Linked DNA regions of Sus scrofa: regions 1 and 2 are each linked to region 3. Evidence: chromatin contacts called from public HiChIP or PLAC-seq data. All regions are on one chromosome and are shown on one strand. The core of a region is the stretch at or near the end of the contact, and the rest is flanking DNA. Distances in the headings are between cores, read along the strand shown. Region 1 has its middle 22 kb from the start of BHLHE41. Region 2 overlaps SSPN (sarcospan). Region 3 overlaps ITPR2 (inositol 1,4,5-trisphosphate receptor type 2).

What was found. HiChIP or PLAC-seq counts read pairs in DNA pulled down with a chosen protein or histone mark.
Region 1: an H3K27ac HiChIP or PLAC-seq map of alveolar macrophages shows a contact between it and region 3. The contact joins two enhancer-like sites.
Region 2: a contact with region 3 is called in an H3K27ac HiChIP or PLAC-seq map of alveolar macrophages. The contact joins two enhancer-like sites. A contact is called at or near these places in 1 of 47 Hi-C or Micro-C datasets (embryonic fibroblasts) and 1 of 2 datasets of contacts at active chromatin or transcription factors (alveolar macrophages).

What each region holds. Positions count from the first base shown.
Region 1 is chr5:47,707,271-47,711,361 of Sscrofa11.1, reverse strand. No RefSeq gene overlaps it. Among named protein-coding and RNA genes, the nearest start is that of BHLHE41, 22 kb to the right of the region's middle. Within about 2 kb of position 1,576, at least 18 of the 83 cell types and tissues checked have an H3K27ac peak or open chromatin away from gene starts, as enhancers often do. A contact at or near this core is called in alveolar macrophages, where this site is marked.
Region 2 is chr5:47,572,105-47,576,233 of Sscrofa11.1, reverse strand. The region is part of intron 2 of SSPN (sarcospan); the gene reads left to right. Among named protein-coding and RNA genes, the nearest start is that of SSPN, 35 kb to the left of the region's middle. Within about 2 kb of position 2,678, at least 40 of the 83 cell types and tissues checked have an H3K27ac peak or open chromatin away from gene starts, as enhancers often do. A contact at or near this core is called in alveolar macrophages, where this site is marked.
Region 3 is chr5:47,297,148-47,301,155 of Sscrofa11.1, reverse strand. It overlaps ITPR2 (inositol 1,4,5-trisphosphate receptor type 2), which reads right to left. Exons shown (of 58, transcript XM_021092920.1): 40 at 3,614-3,801. Among named protein-coding and RNA genes, the nearest start is that of SSPN, 310 kb to the left of the region's middle. Within about 2 kb of position 2,690, at least 5 of the 83 cell types and tissues checked have an H3K27ac peak or open chromatin away from gene starts, as enhancers often do. A contact at or near this core is called in alveolar macrophages, where this site is marked.

The sequences.
Region 1 (4,091 bases), core at 327-2,826, 410 kb before region 3:
CATGAACAAATTTTTATTGAGTAATAATTTTTAAACAGACAATTGTAAATTGAGCATTCTTACATGATATAGCTATAAATATAGAATTGTCAAAAGTACATAGTAATTAATTTCATTCATTAAACATTACTAAGTATCTACTAGGTGTAGGATGTTTTGCTTTAAACAAATAATGTCTAATTAACAACAAAATCTTTGCTACTCTGAAGAAAATTTCTTTCTAGAAAAACAAATGAAAACAAAAAGTGTGGATTTAAAAGGATATTACTAGAGGTGACAAAGCAATTGACTGGGTGAAATTTTTATCTGGATATTTTGGAAGCATTTAATTTGTATCCTATCCATATTAGATAGGTTAGGTCCCAATAAACCAAAATCAGAGTAGATACACAAGAAAAAAATAAAGGTAAAACTTTAATAAGATTTCACATTAGGGGGATAAAGCAAATTTTAAGGGAAAAAAATTCTCTTGAAATATTATTAATAAAATCGTGATACTCTATTTTGACACAAATATACATTTTCTTTGAGTCAGAATTACATGACTATGAAATTAGTCCAGTTTTTAAATTTCTTCTTCTTCTTCTTCTTCTTTTTTTTTTTTTTTTTTTTTCTGGTCTTTTTAGGGCCAAACCCACTGCATACGAAGTTTCCAGGCTAGGGGTCAAATAGGAGCTGGAGCTGCTGGTCTGCACCACAGCCACAGTAACACAGGATCTGAGCCACGTCTTCGACCTACAACACAGCTCACAGCAACACCAAATCCTTTAACCCACTGAGCGAGGCCAGGGATCGAACCCATGTCCTCATAGATACTAGTTGGGTTCGTTACTGCTGAGCCACAAATGGGAACTCCTAAAATTCTTTTATATGGCTGTTTGGAATCAAATGCTTCAAGGTAAATTTAGTGATAGAAATAGTCCTCTACAATTATTAGAGATAAATTAACTGTTATTATGAAGATTTTTTTTTTAATCCCCCACTGGTTGCTAAAATCAGGTATGGACTAACAAATGGCCAAACAGCTTAGGGAAGAGTGGCTGTGTGACCAGGAGCAAGTTCCTTAATCTTTCAGTGCCTGGGTTTCCTTACATGGTAACACCCACCCGATAAATTTAATAAATCAATATGTTATGCGCTTAACCCAGTGCCCAGCATATACAGTCAGAGGCACATGGCGAAGAGCCATTGTCATATCTCTTTTCTGCACCAGAAACAGGGAGGCTGTTGGTGGGAAAAATTGCCTAGCTCAGGAAGGGCTGTCTTGCCCTGACTAGATTCACTTGACTTGTTTGGCTGTTCAGGGCCCCAGATAGGAAATGCCAATCAGCATGAACGTAATTAAAGGTGTTTGATAGCCTGGGACTCCTCAGATGTTCCTGACTAAGCAGTATTCAATTGTGCTAGTTAGAAAAACTGGAAGATCTATAGATTTCAGATATTGGAGTTTGTTGCCCAGCAACAGCCTGCAAGTTCCTGAAGAAATACTGAATTATCTCGTTAGTGAAGCAACTTCCTGTTAGGTGGCAGTAGACTCTGACCACAGTGAACCCAAGAACCCAAGATCCTCTGACCCAGAAAAACACTCACGTGAGAACTGATTAGATGGCAAGACACCAAGAAAACTAGTTTTACAACCTATCAAGCGGCTGGAGGTTGGTCAGAGTCTGGGGAGCAGGAAGGGCAGGCCCACTGCACCTCATCGGGGTTGCTGACATAGAATACACTGTGTAGAGATACTGCAGAACCCTGTGCAGCTCCATGGCCTCAGAAAGGGACTAACGCAGCTGGGGCAGGCAGGTGCATCAGCCCAGAAGCTACATCCATCTTCCTTCCTGCTGAGGCTTCCACAGCATTGCATGGCCCCAGAAATCCCCCCAGAAGGATATGCAGATACAAGAGGTTTTAGATGATGTCATTTAATCCTTATAGCTATTCTGTCTTATTAAAATCATCCTCTTTACAGGGAAGGAAACATAGATTTAGAGAAGTAACACCTAAGGTAATAAAGCTGGTGACTGAGGCTCACACCAGGCAGTCTCATTTCAGATTCCACGCTCTTGACCTCCATGCTAGACTGTCTCCCAAGGACCAACTACAATTATTTGTTCAGCATTTGAACATTCACGAAGCTCCAAACACTCGTGGACATTATACCATCACCCCCTCCTTACACAGATAAGGAAACAGAGAGCAAGAGGTGTCAGTGTTTTTCCCAAGTTTATGCAATTAAGTAGTGGAGCCAGAATTTGCACTCCAGGCCTTTTGATTCTCAGAAGAATATACAATAGGAAGGCCCAAAGGGAACCGGGTAAGCTCTTTTGAGCACCCAGCTTAAGGGAACAGAGTTCTGAGGTCAAGCCTTAGCCTATTTTTGCCTTTGCTTTGCCTGTCCAGACAATGCCTTTACATGAATCTGATGATAACCTGTATCCTGATTACTGCATTTGTACATTCAAGATACATTACTTTTCTCTAGGTGATATAGATCTGGGATTTGTATAACCTGGGAATACCTACTTTATTGGAGTTGAACATGGGAGAACATGGAAGCAATATGCTTCAAGTAACATGTCAGGAATACTCCACTCCACATGGAAATCCTTCCAGGGTTAAAAGCAAGTACTGTCTGCCCAAGATGCCAAGATGCAGGAGATCACAGATGAGAATCTTCCATCCCCCCTGAGGACAAAAAGCTCTGAATTTGGGGGAAAATGCCATTTTCAGACTCACTCCACTACTTTGATCTAATAACCTGCTGCTTACTATGGATTTCAAAGACCTGGTGAAGGCAAGGTAGCTGAATCGATAGGAGATCATCCAGCACAAGAAAAGAGACAACCTGTAGCAGTCTCTGCTGGTTCCACCTAACTGATCTTGAGCCTCGTAACACTGGCAGGTGTCACCAGGACGTTTTGTGAGCTGGGTGATGTGTACATCATAGGGACCTTAGCATCTATAGGAAAAAAGAGAGCTACCGGGATAGGTTAGCTCCTATCCATTTCACATTTTTCTCCCTACTGGATACTGAGTATATTCATCTAGAAAACTTTTTTTTCAGCTACAGAAAATGATAAAATGTTTATCCCTTTAGGCTCAACTGTAGAATTAATTTAACATTCCCTAATTAATTTATTATCAATTTATAATAAATGAAGAGTATAGTAGTCTTACAACATAAAACTCCTTCAAAAATATTTTCAACCCATGAAGTAAAAGGTAATGTGATGCTTTTCTCAACTACATATATATTGTCAATACCACCAAATTTTACCTATTTCCAGTATAAGAGAAATTTAAAATTTAGAGGGGCCATTCATCTTATGAGGGAATGAATGGAGGGTTGAACAAATTGATTCTAAAAATATTTACTGAGGAATTCCCACTGTGGCTCAGCAGTAACAAACTCGACTAGTATCCATGAAGACATGGGTTCAATACCTGGCCTCCCCCTGGTCGCAGACATGGCCAGGTTGGTGTGGCTGTGGTTATAGGCCAGTGGCTACAGCTCCAATTCGACCCCTCGCCTGGGAACTTTCATGTGTCAGGGAGTGACACTAAAAAATAAATAAATAAAAAAAATATATTTACTGAATGCTAGGCATGGTGCTAGGCAGCAGGGACATCTAGATTAACTATTAGCCAAAACCCAAGAGCCCACACTTGTTGTCAATATGGTCAATAAAATTTCACAAGCGGAAACAAGAAAGGGAAACACATCAGAAGTATTCTAAGTGGGAGTTCCCGTTGTGGCTCAGTGGTTAAGGAATCCGACTAGGAACCAGGAGGTTACAGGTTCGTTCCCTGGCCTTGCTCGGTGGGTTAAGGATCCAGCGTTGCCGTGAGCTGTGGCGTAGGTTGCAGACGCGGCTCAGATCCCGCGTTGCAGTGGCTACAGCTCCGATTTGACCCCTAGTCTGGGAACCTCCATATGCCGTGGGAGCAGCCCAAGAAATGACAAAAAGACAAAAAAAAAAAAAGAAGTATTCTAAGTGAAGACATTCAGGGAAATTTCGAAATTAGAATTTAGGAGACATTATTTTTGTCCTACACTGGTTCAATTACTTTGTTCTCTGTATGAGCCAGAGAGC
Region 2 (4,129 bases), core at 1,429-3,928, 280 kb before region 3:
AGTCTGGGATATGCATGGTTTAGCAAGTGTATGTGTCTTTCCTGTGTGTGCCTTTTTTTTTCTGTTAGAAACGGTGCATTTGGTTGGAGCCAATTCAAGTGCACAGCATTTTCCACTGCACAGTAAAATCTGCTCCAAAGGGAAACACAGACACACCCTTTTCGAGTTTAGGGAGATAAGCACTCCACTCAGCCATCAGAGCTAGCAGAAATCCAATTCGTACATTTTCTTTCAACTCCTGCAGCAGAGAACAAAAAGCTTTCTGTAATGTTGTAGGGCCTTTTTTTGCTTTTTGTCCACTCACATTGTCTACTTTTCTTCTACAAGAAAACGTATAAAAACTGGATACTCCTTTCTTCACCCAAATAAGAAGGCATAAGGCATAAGAGTAAGTTAACTATATCATTTGGAAATTATGAAGATGCAGAAAATAAGATGTTAGTGTATTTTAGTATTTAGGCATAAATTCTATTGATATAAAAAAGCACTGTGCTGATACATACATACATACATATTTAAATCATGTTGTGAAAGAGTAATTGGTGAATAAAATATGCAAATTATTTTCACTAGCAAAAATCCCAGCTACACAAAATGTATGGTAGATCACACAGAAATTAAAAAATAGCTCTTATGTGCATAGAAAAAAAGAGTCATCTGTGAGTGATGGGATTATAGCTCCATTTTGTATTTTTTTTCTTTAATTTTGAAAGGTCCTCCAATAGTTAGATGTAACTTTTCTAATTTAAAAATTAATGGATGCTATTTTTTAAAAAAAACTAATAGAGTCAGAATTTGGGTGAATATGCCCATACTTGGAAATTTTACATTTTCTGTCTGATGGTGTTTCTTAAAAGAAGGCCAGATAGGAAGTTCCCTGGTGGTACAGTGGGTTAAGGATCCAGCATTATCACTGCTGTGGCTCAGGTTACTGCTGTAGTGCCGGTTCCATCCCTGGCCCAGGAACTTCTGCATACCATGGGTGTGACCAGAAAAGAAAAAAAAAAAAAAAAAAAAAAAAAAAAAAAGACCAGATAAAATACTACATGTTCTCATGTTCCTTTTTTTGTAGAGCTCTGACTAAACCGTAAGGCTTACTGATGATTTAAAAAAAAAAAAAAAAAAAAAAAGCAGCTCTAAAGCCTAGTAAGAAATGGCCTGTTAAATTACAGGAACTTCATTCATCAGGTAAAAAGAGCTCCAAACTAGGTTCATTAGTTTAAATACCCTCTTCCCCCTCTCCTCCATGATGCCAGGAAAAAAGCATAGGCAATAGCATCACCTTCATAGAGACCCTCCAAAGCCATCTGAAGGTCTGCACTTAAAATAAGGAGCAAGGGGGAGTTCCCATCCTGGCTCAGTGGTTAAGGAATCTGACTAGGAACCATGAGATTGCGGGTTCAATTCCTGGCCTTGCTTAGTGGGTTGAGGATCCCACGTTGCCATGAGCTGTGGTGTAGGTCACAGACACGGCTGGGATCCCACGTTGCTGTGGCTCTGGCGTAGGCCGGTGGCTACAGCTCAGATTAGACCCCTAGCCTTGGAACCTCCATATGCCTCAGGAGCGGCCCAAGAAATGGCAAAAAGACAAAAAAAAAAAAAAAAAAAAAAAAAAAAAAAAAATAGCAAGGACAAAAATAAATAAATAAAAAAAAAGTCACTGCCAATGTCAGCCGGATTGAGAATTCCCCACTAGGAAGATCTCATTAGCTACTTTTTTATCTTTTTCACCTGTGACAGACATTGACAAATACAGAGACACTTTTCTCCTGAATGTGACCTTTAGCCATTCTTGCTGCCAGCTCTCTAAGGCGCCGGCTATATTATCTTCAGGTCGAAAATGAGCAATGAGCTTCAGTCAATCTCCAGGTTTTCCAAAGACACAGGTTATAGGGACGTCCATTGTGCTCCTCACATCATTTGGGGGGACGGAATAAAATGTAGTATAGTGTTTCTCACTAGCAAAACTGAATTTTAGGGCTTACGTGTTGATATCCTGGCCCAGGTTTGTCGGAGAATGTATTTCTTCCTGTTGAACGCCCAGATAGCCAGGACAAGCAATCCAGGAGTGATGACAGCATCTCACTGCAGCCTGCGCTAGCGCGCGCAAGCGCTCTCCCTCTCCCTCGCTCCCGCTCTCTTCATTCCCTTTCCTTACAGACAATAGCCACGGGGTCTTGAGTTTTGTGTTGTCTCTAGCTAGCAGTCTTCTCTGGCGGCCCTTTGGCAAGCCCTGGAAGCCGTTGGCGCCTCGCATCTTCCTCCCTGAGCTCTGCTCCTGGGCTCCGCGAGCCATTCGGCCCCGGATTGGGCTCCTACCTATCCCCGTGGCCCTGTTTTCTCAGGGCTCACCTTGATGATTTTCAGAAACGTGTCCGATTCGTGTGCTTGCAGAAACACTCCGGGGCACATTCCCCTATGAGGGCCCCGAAGGCGCAATCGCCCGGTACCCATAACCGGGAGGCCCCTGGGCTGCCGCCGCCATCTCCTCCGCCATCTCCTCCTGCTCTTCGGGCAGCAGAGGGGACTTGCCAGTCCTGCCACCAGGAAGGTAATTAAATCGACGCCTCACTGCCCTCCTCCCGAAGTCACCGAACGCTGAAGCGGTGGCCGGGTACCAATCAGAGGCGATGAGCGCGGGGCGCCGCAGTTACATAAGCGCCGGGGGCGCCGCGCCTCCTCCCGCAGCCCAGCGCCGCCCGCCGTCCGGCCTGACACGGGCAAGACGGATGCGTCCCGAGCCCCGCTGGTATCAAGATGTATTTGCTCGCATTCCCAAGGTCACCATAAACACTTTCATTGATAGTTTATTCGTGCCGTGTAGGTAAAACACGCCACTTGATTTTAAATTACAGATTCAAACCCAGATGCTTGTTGCTGTCAGCTGCGTTAAAAGCCTCGAAGGAAAAATTGCTACAGCGCTGCAGAAGTAGCCCACAGGCTTTGGCGGATCAAGGCTATATTTATGTCTTGAGATGGATAAGAAACTTGATTCTGTGTCTCACTCTTGTTTACTTGGCCTGATGCTCTCCTGCAGTGGGAAAGGCGGAATCACAGGGTGTGAGATAATGCACCAGTGAAAATGTATTCACATTTAAAGGGGCAGAGGGGCATGGCTTTTGTTTCTGCTCTTGAGGCTTCTAGCATATTTAAGAGGCTCAGTTACAACTGAGCAATCTCTGTGTTTGTGTAAATGTTTGCATCCTTTCTACAAGCCAAGTCTGCATTGTTGCCCTCCAAGACAAAGCCAGTAGGGATGATATCCTAAAAGTCCTGAGAACTGACAGCTCTTTCAGGTCCACTAATGTGTTTATTTCTTTCACAAATACTCAAATAGTGCTACCTTATACCGACCACTGTTCCTTTACACATATCAAGTCTTTTGATTCTTATAATAATCCCATGATGTAGGAGCTACATGAAGAAACAGAGGTGAACATGGGATTGATTCGTTTGCCCAAGGTTCATAGTTAGGGAGGGAAGAATCAGGAATCCAACTCAGGTGTTCTTTCTCCCCAGTCCATGCCTGACAGCACCACCCAGCCCTGCTGTGCACTTGGTAAATGTCTTGGACAAATCTTTTGATCTTTGAGCCAAAAGGCTATTTTTTAAAAATAGACAGAACTCTCACTTTAGCGAATGGATTTTTGTGATGATCGTGAGAGAACTTTTTTTTTTTTTTTTTTTTTTTGCAACTATTCCAGTTATTTACAGATTGAGAATGAGGGATTCTTGTCTTGGTTTCAAGATAGTGCCCCAATCAATGTTATAGAAATTCTTTATCTAAGGATGTGTATATTGGAGGTAGGAGGGTTATGACAGGACCGCCTCAGTTCCATCCATTGATGGCAATAAATGTGTAGAGAGAACTCCAATTGGGGCCATCGTAAGTTGATGACTCTCAGGTAGGAAATTATCCCTTTAATCTGGGCCTTCCTGGCTGGTAGAGTCGCCAGAGCAAATAGTTGCCCGTTCTGAGCTGCCTGCACTGGAAAGGCAGCTGCCATGGGCAGGCGTGCAAAACTCGGCCAGCACAACTTAATGTGGCTCTTGGCATCAAGAATTTGAAGTCAGTCATCAAGCCTGAATATTTAAGAATAACCCCAAATATTTCGTATGTTCTGCCCCA
Region 3 (4,008 bases), core at 1,441-3,940:
AAGCAGAGGGCTAGCAGCAACTCAAGGAAGCAGGCCAAAAAGCCACAGTAACCATAGCAACCACAGTGAAACAGTCAAGCTGGTTCTGTTAATTCAAAGGATAAATGCGGCATTCAGAGACATCCATGGTCCCATAAATTAAACTGATGCTTGAACCCTAATATTTTCAATATAATGGGGTTAGAAGGTGGAAGGGAATTCCTATATATTAATGAGGAAGTTATAGAACTCTGTGGTTCTATTAAAACAAAGTTTTATAATTTATGATGTTCCTTGACATATATTATATCTCATTGATTCTTTCCATACAACTGTGACAAACAGAGAGTCTTCTTGTTTCCATTTTACAGATCAGTAAAATAAGGTTTGGTGAATGTAAATGACTTACCCTGTATCATATCAGCAGTAAGTGGTAGAGTGAGGATTTAAATCTAGATTCTCTGACACTAAATCACTACATTTATAAAATAACACTTTAAGCTCAAAATAACAGATTATTTACATAGACTACACTGTTTAAAACCAAGGTTCTACAAAGCTAACCAAACGATTTTAATAAACAGTACTTTTTTTATATATGCATATAATCTCAACAAGAAGCCTAATGACATCTCTCATAAAAGAGCTGGGTTTTGATTAGGAAACCACCTCCATAAGCTTCAGGGTTTAAGGGGAAAACTCTAAGGTTTTTTTTTGGAGGGAAGCCAAGGGTGACAGATACAGATCTATGTGACAGAGGAAAGATTTTCTTCCAAGGATGAGGTGTATGTTGGGGTGGGGGAATAGAAATGAGAAGACAGGGAAGAGAAATGAAGTGAGGAACCAGCAAGATGGATAAAACCTGGCGTCATGCAGGGTGATCAACCAGTGAAACTTTCCGGGAGTGAGGAGGCAGAAGGATATTTGAGACAGGAGATGTTTATAGTCGTTAAGAGCACAGGCTCTGGAGCCAGACAGCATGAGTTTCAATCCTAGCTTGATCTCTAACTAGCTATATGAGTTTAGGGATATTCCAGATTCTTCTTTGGAAAGATGAGATAAGACACAAGTCACCTCACTGATTGTTTTGAGGATTAACCAAGTTAAAACACAGAAAGCATGAAGGACAGTGCCTGGTATTTAGGAGGTATTATTTTCATTGTTGCTATTATTAGCATGCAATTTGAAGTTGTAATATAACCACCTCCTCTCTCGTCCCCCTCAATCAATCTTTAATGAAGTATATTGAACATATAAGTTGATCATGATAGAAACGAAGGAAGAGAATCAGATTTCTGTCTCAGTACTACAGAAGCTAGGCGGCCAGACAATCCATGAACTAAGAAAGCAAGACACTGGAGGCCAAGGAGACTGTGAGAATGTAATTCCCCTCCCCATCCCCAGATATTGGCAGAAGTCTTAAAGAGAAGGATTTAGACTGCTTGGAAGCAAGAAACATAAACAGAGAAGAGCCCCAAGAAACTTGGGAGATGTCATGGTCGAAGAGTTAAGTAGAGGGAGTTCCCGCTGGGGCTCAGTGGAAGCAAACCCAACTAGCATCCATGAGGATTCAGATTCGAGCCCTGGCCTCCCTCAGTGCATTAAGATCTGGTGTTGCCGTGAGCTAGCTGTGATGCAGGTTGCAGAAGAGGCTCAGATCCCATGCCTCATCCAATTCAATCCCTAGCCAGGGAACTTCCATATGCTGTAGGTACAGCCCTAAAGAGCAAAAAAAAAAAAAAAAAAAAAAAAAAAGAGAGCGAGAGAGAGGAAGAAGAGCTTTCAAAGGAGGTAACAAGAAATGGCAGGAGGTTGGAAGAGAGGAGGGTGGTATCCCAAGACCTAAGTTGAAAAGGTTTCAAAAAGAAAGAAAAAGTTATGAGTGACAGCTACTGAAACATCCATAAAAAAAGACTGAAAGTGAAAGGGGTGTAGGGAACAACCTGTCAGGAATTTAAGAGTGGAATGTGTAGCTTCTGATAGAAGCTGGCTTAGCCTCCACAATACGAGGACATAAATAAATGTAGGGAGTACAGAGGGTGAAAAATGCTCTCATCTGGTGACCCTCAGTGGCCCAGAACAGGAATCTAGAAAGTACTGTCATCTCAAGGATTGCTTCTATCTAAAAACATCCCCTAAAACCTTCACTCCTATCTGGAGAGTCTAGCCTAAACATTGTGTAGTTGCCTAGATAATTTCTGTAGAAAGTCCCAGCTGGGAGTTCCCTTGTGGCTCAGGATATGAGGTAAGGATATGGTGTTGTCACTGCTGTGGCTCTGGTTACAGCTGTTCCATCCCTGGCTCGGGAACTTCCACAAGTTGTGGGTGTGGTCAAAAATAAATGAAAAAAAAAAGGAAAGTCTCAGCTGAATATCTGGTTGTAGAAGACAAGACAATTTCCAAGAAAACCCACTCAGATCCCTTCACCACCCCCTTTCCCACCTTTGCTAAGAGCAATCTGGGCTCCAGCTTTATTACCATGAGACTTTTCAAGATTTGTTTTTTAATAGAGAAGTATCAGTGTTTGGGGGGTTGTTTTTTGCTCACTGTGACAATCGCCGTTCACAAAGACTTTATTCCTAAAGCCATGTGCTGTTGGATAGACCAATGTTGTTCACTGTATTTGATGGATCAATAAAGAAAAACATCCAATTAATCAGATGTGGCTTGTATATCTCCCCTCCATGCATAGGGGAAATGGATTCTGGAATTTCCAGTTACTCATACGCATTGTTTCCTTCCTGACCAAGGCAAACCTAGAAGTGCCAGGCTCATGGGCAGCAGGGCTGGGAAGATGTTACTGCGCTCTGGGGATACTTCCCTGCTCTTGAGATCACCCCCGAGCTCTGCCTTTGGGTTGGGGGCGGGGAGAGTCCAGGGGCAACCTGGCAGGAGTTTCAGAGTGAAACGTCTGCCTTCTGGAAACAGCGGTCTGATCCTGTGTGCAAGTGAGTGAGCTGCTCTCTGGAGCGGAGCACTGAATAGATAGATGAACGATGGCTTTCAACTCTCCCCTCCTGAGCTGAATGAGCAAACAGAAAGAAAAAAGAAAAAAATGTTTCTTTTCTTCCCATAGCAATGAAAGCTTCACCTGGGCTGAGGCAGCAGTGAAATGGGCATTGGGAGATTTGAGGAAACAAGGAAAGATAGCTGTTCTAAATTCTAAACAGGTATCTGAGAGGGGGTGAGCTGAGATGGGTGGTGAATGTTATCAAAAGCTATTTTAATGCTATATCCTGTGAGGAGTGTATACATCTTATCTCATTTAATTAATGTATTTAATTCCTGTCCTTTTACACTGAATTCTTAGATGAGTCAAAGTGCTGTTCTAATCTGCCGAAAGTCAGCCTGAGATTTCCCTAAGCAAACCAGAATTTTTGGTACCAAGTTAGAAAGGATGCTTTGAAGGAAGGTTCTGCTTCACTGAATAATTCCTGAAGCTCTCTAGTTTCTACAGCAAATCAAATAAATTTATAAGGAAAATATGATACAAGGTTGCTGGGTTTTGGGGGGAAGATCATCATGCGAAGCTTAGAGAAAAAAAAAAATCACTTTCCCTAGGTTTCTATGACAAGTCAATAAGAAATACAAAATAACAGAATGTAACAACCGGTCATGATGGTAAAGCAAGTACCTGAGTTTGTGTATTTCCTCCTTCAAGCAAGGCAATGCCAAGTAAAATGCCTTCTGAAAAAATTCTGTCATTTTTGGTGTTTACTATAACATCGATGACAAGTTCAGATGCACCTTCTTTATCCAGTAGACACTGAATATCTGACATGGATATCCCCATCTTATCTGAATCTTGTCCAGAAAAGCTTCCTGTGATTAAAAAAAAAATCAATAAATACACCTTTGTCAAAAGGCAAAATTAATTCTAACATTCAAATCCATTGTTTTATGAACCCAAAATTGTACAAAGGTTTTTAATAGTGCTTTCCCCTTATTTTTCCAGTTTTATTGAACTACAATTGATATATAACATTACTTAAGCTGAAGGTGTACAACATAATTATTTGATATATGTAT